Regions from separate parts of the Mus musculus genome. Here region 2 is linked to region 1. Evidence: chromatin contacts called from public Hi-C data. All regions are on one chromosome and are shown on one strand. Each heading gives the region's core, a stretch centred on a gene start, on an enhancer-like site or on the middle of the called end of the contact. The rest is flanking DNA. Distances are from core to core; before and after follow the strand shown. Region 1 holds the start of Ddb2 (damage specific DNA binding protein 2). Region 2 holds the start of Cry2 (cryptochrome 2 (photolyase-like)).

The links. A called contact is a pair of places that touch in the nucleus more often than the background predicts.
Region 2: a contact with region 1 is called in a Hi-C map of B cells, with 6 read pairs. The contact joins the promoter of Cry2 here to the promoter of Ddb2 in region 1. A contact is called at or near these places in 1 of 39 promoter capture datasets (hippocampal neurons), 1 of 484 Hi-C or Micro-C datasets (B cells) and 1 of 9 other capture datasets (adipose tissue).

Annotation. Positions count from the first base shown.
Region 1 is chr2:91,235,457-91,239,098 of GRCm38.p6, reverse strand. Ddb2 (damage specific DNA binding protein 2) reads left to right here and starts at 2,033. Exons shown (of 10, transcript NM_028119.5): 1 at 2,033-2,409. The coding sequence starts at 2,283. A330069E16Rik (RIKEN cDNA A330069E16 gene) reads right to left here and starts at 1,953. Exons shown (of 2, transcript NR_015464.1): 1 at 1,698-1,953; 2 at 742-1,377.
Region 2 is chr2:92,432,439-92,436,080 of GRCm38.p6, reverse strand. It overlaps Cry2 (cryptochrome 2 (photolyase-like)), which reads left to right and starts at 2,012. Exons shown (of 12, transcript NM_009963.4): 1 at 2,012-2,269. The coding sequence starts at 2,058.

The DNA.
Region 1 (3,642 bases), core at 784-3,283:
CCATTCTGATCATTACAGGCTAACAAAACCCCGAAGTGGACCTATACAAACTCAAGTGATTTATTTTCCCTCATAATCTTCCTAGTTAATATCTTACAACTTTTTTAGGATTCTTTTTTGTTGTTGTTGTTGTTGTTTTGTTTGTTTGTTTTTCGAGACAGGGTTTCTCTGTGTAGCCCTGGCTGTCCTGGAACTCACTCTGTAGACCAGGCTGGCCTTGAACTCAGAAATCCGCCTGCCTCTGCCTCCCAAGTGCTGAGATTAAAGGCATGCGCCACCACTGCTGGGTTTACTTATTTCTTTGTTTTGTTTTCCCAGGGTTTCTCTGCAGCCTTGGCTATTTATTTACTTATTTAGGTTTTCCAGACAGTGTTTCTCTGTAGCCTTTGCTGTCCTGGAACTAGCGCTGCAGACTAGACCTACTTCTGCCTCCTAAGTGCTGGAATTAAAGGCATATTCCACCACTGACCAGCTTGTAATTTTTTTTTTTTTACTTATGTGTATACATGTTTCTTTATGTGCTTATGTGTATATATGGCTGCATCTGCCTGCAGAGTCCAGAAAAGGGTGTCTGGTCTTCTGGAGCTGGAGTTACATATAGGTATTTGTGAGCCACCTGCCTGGGTACTGGGAACAGAATTCAGGTCCTCTGAAAAAGCAGCAAGCTCTCTTAGCCATTAAACCATCTCTCCAGCCACTAAGCTACAATTCTTAATTTAAGCACATCTTAGGACATCCCCATTATTGGTGCTGGGTTCAGCTTTTTATTTTCTTCTAGAGCATCATTTTAATTTAAAATAAAATTAAACTACATTAAAACATATAAATTTTACATATGTTTATGTAAGTATCATCTTCATAAGGAATACATTACTTTTGACACACACATATTGTATTCTTTAAATTGGGTTAGGCACATCTTCTCAGATATCGTTTGTGGTGAAAACATTCAAAACCTTTCTACCTTTAGAAAATATACAGCAAACCCATTGTCTGCTGTCACCTTGCTGTGCAATAGCATGCCAGATTTTCTCACTCTTTTTCTTTTTTAAAGATTTATTTATTATTATAAATAATTACACTGTAGCTGTCTTCAGACACTCCAGAAGAGGGAGTCAGATCTCATTACAGATGGTTGTGAGCCACCATGTCGTTGCTGAGATGTGAACTCAGGACCTTTGGAAAAGCAGTCAGTGCTCTTAACCGCTGAGCCATCGCTCCAGCCCCAGATTTTCTCACTCTTATCTGATCCTTACAAGATATCAGTGTAGTCCAGGCAAACTCTTCATGCCTCAGCCTCCTCAGTGTTGGGAATTACACAGAGCCTGCCACCATAGATACAGCTCTTTTCTATAGTATGAGGTAAAATACATTCATCTGTAAAGCGAGAGGAAAGAATCAAATGCTAAGGCTGTGATTGGGTAATCAGAGGCACTTTTTTTTTTTTTTTAAGATTTATTTATTTAATACACTGTCATTTCAGAAACACCAGAAGAGGGCATCAGATCCCAATACAGATGGTTGTGAGCCACCTTGTGGTTGCTGGGAATTGAACTCAGGACCTCTGGAAGAGCAGTCAGTGCTCTTAACCACTGAGCCATCTCTCCAGCCCTAGAGACACCTATTATTAATGGGGGAAATGAGAAATATTTAGCCACACTTGAATCTTTGCTCTTTTTAAGACATAAACTACCTACTTTTATCTGTCTCTGTCTCTCTCTCTCTCTCTTTGTTGTTCTTCGAGACAGGGTTTCTCTGCGTAGGTCACCGGATTGCTGGAACGTGTACACCAGGCTGGCCTGAAACGCCGCCTGGCTCCGCCTCCAGCATGCAGGGTTTACGGCCAGCGCTCCCTCCTCAGGTTCAAATAATCGGCTTTCTTCAGATCCAGCACAAGCCAAGGCCCAGCTCCTAGGGAGTTAAAATAAAAAACCCTCCCTGTGAGCTGCACACGTTACTCCGGAAGAGGAGGAGCGGCCGGGGGCGGGCCGTGCCCGAGGGGTTGGGGCAGTCCGGGGCAGTTCCGGGGGCAAGACAGCCCCCTACTGTGGCAATCCCGAGGGGGCGGGGCAGTTCCAAGGGGCGGGACAGCCCTGAGGGGACGGGGCGGGGCTAAAAGTAAAGCAGCCCGGAGGAGCGTTTGGCGCGAAGGTGTCTTAGCTGCGCTACCTGCGACGGCGCTGCCTCATACGTAGTCCCTTCCTGTTTTCTCCACGGAGGCTTTTCCACTCCTTGCTTCGTTATTTTGCCACAGAGCTTGATATCTCTTCACCGAGTACGTCATGGCTCCCAAGAAATGCCCAGAAACCCAGAAGTCCCCCGACGTTGCGGTGCTCCTCAGGAGCAAAAGTCGCAGAGGTCCTCAGGAGCTGGAGCCCGAAGCCAAGAAGCTGCGTGTGCAGGGTCCCGGTACGGCCTGTGCTGCTGCCTTAGCTTTCCGGGGGTTCAGGGTGCTCGCGCCAGAGGCTGAAGCTGGGGTGGTGGGTGCTTGTGCCTGGGCTTCTGAAGCAGTTCTTGGCTTCTGTCGCCTCAGGCTGTGATTTTATTTGGGAGATCGAGGGTTCGAACCCAGGCCTCCAGTTCTCTCAGCAAGTGGGCTGCCACTGAGCCACACGCTGCCGACTGGTTTTATTGGCCAGTTCATTGACAGCAGAGAGTTTTAAGTTGAACAGCCCCCCCACCTCTACCCCAGGTGACAGAAAGAGTCAGATGAGTGCCATCACCGTAAAAGCCACAGTCCCCACTTTCCTTGTTCCAGAAGTTTTACACATCTACTGTTTCAAAGTAATCCTCCCTTTCATAGCCTCTCGGTTATGTTAGCTCTGAGAGTCTGAAATTCCCTCCCTCCTTTCTTCAGAAAGCGCATTCTCAGAGGTTTACCAGGACTTGAACCTGGGGCTATAAGGAATGTGATAAATTGATAAGAGTGGTTTTAGCCATGAAAAGAAAGGAAAGTTGTCAAGAGAAAAAAAGGACTTATAGATTGGGTCCACCAGAAGGGCTTGGTAATTCAGAGTTGTTTTATTTATTTGTTTGTTTGTTTATTTATTTATTTATTTATTTAGTTTTTCGAGACAGGGTTTTTCTGTGTAGCCCTGGCTGTCCTCAGAACTCAGAAATCCGCCTGCCTCTGTCTCCCAAGTGCTGGGAATAAAGGCGTGTGCCACCATTCCCGGCTTATTTTTATTATACTCTGATTTACCTCTCTTCCTTGAAGCCACCTAATCAATTTGGAACTTTTCTAAACCTTACTGCATTCTTCTGGTTTCCACTCAAGTAATGGTTGCTCATGACATTATTTAGTATTTCTTTAAATACAGAGTCTTGCTCTATAGCCCAGGCTGGCCTCCAATCCAAGTATGCTGCAGCTTCTGAGTGCTAGGATTACAGTTATACACCACTGTATTTGGATAGCTCTTATTTTATTTTTTTAAGATTTATTTTATTTAATGTATGAGTCCACTGTAGCTGTCTTCAGATACACCAGAAGAGGGCATCGGATCCCATTTCCGATGGTTGTGAGCCACCATGTAGTTGCTGGAAATTGAACTCAGGACCTCTGGAAGAGCAGTTAGTGCTCTTAACCACAGCTGAGCCATCTCACCAGCCCTGATGTTATTTTGTGATCTTTAAGATTGTCCC
Region 2 (3,642 bases), core at 763-3,262, 1.2 Mb before region 1:
TCTCCCTGTTCTCTTCCTTGTAGGGGGACCCAGGGAGATAGAAAAAAAAGAGAAAAGCATACAATACCTCAAAAGAAAAAAAAAGGGGGGGGGTAAGCCGGGCTTGGTGGCGCACGCCTTTAATCCCAACACAGGAGGCAGAGGCAGGAGGATTTCTGAGTTCAAGGCCAGCCTGGTCTACAAAGTGAGCTCCAGGACAGCCAAGGCTCTACAGAGAAACCCTGTCTCGAAAAACCAAAAAAAGAAAAGAAAAGAAAAGAAAAGAAAAGAAAAGAAAAGAAAAGAAAAGAAAGGGGACGCGCGAGAGATGGTTCAGAGGTTAACAGTGTGTACGTTCCTTGCAGAGAACCTGACTTGGGGGTACTTCTCAGCACCCACAACAGGAGGCTGGTAACAGCCTTGTAACTCCAACCCCCAGAAACACTCTATTCAGGAGTCCACTAGACACTTGCCGTCACTCCTACACAGACACACAGCTAAACATGAGATTAAAAATAATGAAAAAAACCCAAGTGTTTAAAGAAAAGCATAGGGAATATCAGTTCACTCATCAAGTACTTGCAGAAGAGATTCAAAGGAGAGAGTCGGGCAGAGACTTGGATGACTTTAAGGCTCTGGCCAATGCAAGCCTCTTATGTTTGATTCATATGATCCTTCGGTACCAAGTACTGAGCTAGATTATAGTCTGATGGAGCTGACATACAATAGCTAAACAATCCCAGTACTATGTACTAAAACCGGAGGGTGGGGGGAAGACACCAAATGAGGTGAGCCCCTGTGCAGGTTGGGCCCAGGAAACTGGAAAATAACAGCTGTCACAGGGAAAACAGGAGGCACGAGGGTGTGGGCTGGGGCATGTGATGTGAGAGAACAGCATGTCCAAAGCGCTGGAAATGAGAGGCTCGTAATGACGCTGTAGTCAGAGAGTGGTGCCAATTAATGCCATTAAATTGCTGACTAAATTCTAGATTCTTTCATTGCTCATTCCCAAGATGGGGAAGGTGACTACCCATAGGATCAACACAAGGACAAATCGGAACAGTTCTCTGCTGGATAGCTCCAGCCCTCCATCCCAACTAGCCCATCTTAGCCCAAGTGCAACGGTTGCTGCACTTGTTCAATCAGCAAACTCTGCCAGAATCTCCAAAGAATCAAAGGATTCCCAAAGGAGACAGGAGAATATTGCCCTGCACATCTCTGATTCCCACATAGAATCCAGTTCAGAGTTTTGTGCAAAATAACTGCACTGTGTCTGCTAAACAGAACGTAAAAGAAATGAATTCATTTGAGGGCATAATTACTGCCTCAACCCACGTCCTCTGAAACCTTTGTCCTTTCTCCCAAACCCACTCCTGCCGCATAAAAGGGCGTCTCCTTTATCCTTATGCCTTTCTGTATGCAAATACCAAGATTCTCTGCGAGGAAGTGGATTTTGAAATCGGAAGATTCTGAGTGGAATCTTACTGGATTCATGGTATTGCGCAAGTCATTCAAACTGGGGCGCCCTAAGCTTACTTCATCTGCAGAGTAAGACTAACAAGCATCTGTTTTATTCGTGTTTATGAAATGAACGTTACCAGGATGAGATGAAAATAGAAAATAGGACAGTTTGTGTAAGGCAATCACCGCTCAGCCTCACATATGAACAGGACAATGAACTGTTAGAAAGGGCCCGGTAACAGGTCTGTCAGCCACCGGCCGGAGTCACCGCAACCCCTGTCTTTCCCGGGGACGCGAAATGCGTAGGAGATCCGAGGTCCCTCCAGACTCAGCCCACGCGGGGCGGACGCAGCGCGGTCCTGCGTCACCGGCGGGTGGCTACCAAGCGGGACCACACATGGTGGGAACGTGAGGGGGCGGAGCCTGCGCCGACGCTGCTGACCAATGGAACAGAGGGAGGGTCCCACCGGGTCTCACCCAATCACAGAGGCGATCCAGACTCCTTGGGGCGGAGTCATGCCAGGGAGAGGCTGCATCATAGGTCGCTGGGCGGGCGCTGGGCGGGACCAACGGGGCGGTCGGGCGGAGCGGCAGACCGAGACCCAGTCCAGGCGGCGATGGCGGCGGCTGCTGTGGTGGCAGCGACGGTCCCCGCGCAATCGATGGGCGCGGACGGCGCGTCCTCGGTGCACTGGTTCCGCAAAGGACTACGGCTCCACGACAACCCCGCGCTGCTAGCTGCCGTGCGCGGGGCGCGCTGTGTGCGCTGCGTCTACATCCTCGACCCGTGGTTCGCGGCCTCCTCGTCTGTGGGCATCAACCGATGGAGGTGAGGGGACCCTATGCTGCGGGGTGGCAACACCAAGCGGACTCCCCTGGGCCCAGGAACTCCAGCCTGCGGCCACTCTGACACAGCGTTTTTGCCCAGTGTGGCCCGCTCTGAACTCCTGGGAGGCCTGGGGGACAGAGGTCCCTCTATGCTGACGAGACTCTCGTCAAAAACGCGAAGTCAACCTGAGGGAGGATCTGCAGCCAGTCCCTGGAAGAATGGGGACTGGGCTTTTAGGGGTGTGCTGTGGGAGCGGAGAAAAGCTTCTTCAAGAGAAGTAGCCCCTCGTGGACCCCCCCCCCCCAAGGGCTTCCCTAAGCCTCGGATTTGTTTGACTCTCCCCCACGCCTCTTTTCCCATCCCGCGTAACCTCTCTTCACAGACAAACGTGGTGGTGATCAGGGAACCTAGCTTAGCATTAGCCGGTTTTAAAAAGACCCCAAGGGCATCATCGGGTAATGGCACTTTTGTGTTCTTGACGCATTTTTTTTAAAAAACATTGATTGGGAAAGGACATGCATGGCATGGCAGTGTATAGAGTTAAAAGGACGACTTGCAGGTTCTCACTCACCATACGGTTCCAGGGTGGAAAGCCGGGTGCCTTTACCCAATGAGCAATCTCTCAGGAGGTCCCCTAACCCATCTGAGAGGATCCCTGTGTAGTTATAACGTTGCTAGAAAGATATTCAAAGAGGGTTGCATCACCCGTCAGCTCTTCCGCCTGTTGTCATGAAGTGTTTTTTAGGAGAGCTGGGCCATTACAGATGAGACTTTTAGGAGCTGATGTGGAAAAACAAGAACACAATATGAAGATTCGGTGATAACTCCCAGGAGGCTGAACCCTTTCCCAGCATGCTGTGACATAATAAATCGGCATCTGATGTATTTTCTCTGTAACCAGTCTTCAGAAACAAGACGTTTTGATACACCATGTTCCCATCACTGTCTAAAGGCCTCCCTGCAGTAGCTTGGTTTGTTTGCATTGTTATGAGAGGTGTTTGCTTATGGCCTTGTTGCACAGATGAGTGAGGTAGTTCCCAGGAGACCGTGGCTCTCAGCGTCCACTCTTTCCTCTCCAAGAGGGGTTTGCCCTGCTAGGAGAGCAAGTGTTCCTAGTAGCACGCCTACTAAATGCCCCTTCCTGCCCCATTTACACAGAGGGAGCAACTAAAGATAGTCCTGTGAAGAGCCAGCCCACACAGTTTTCAGATTGGGCTATTACTCTGTCTCGCTCCAGTTTCCATAGATAGGAGGTTGGGTTTGACAAACACCGGCAAATGACCATCTCTGCTGTGGACATTAAACCAGGCCTCAGACTTTGCCCTCCCCTTCCTTTTGGCAGTGCGCCAGTGTGGACAGAGTCAATAGAATCT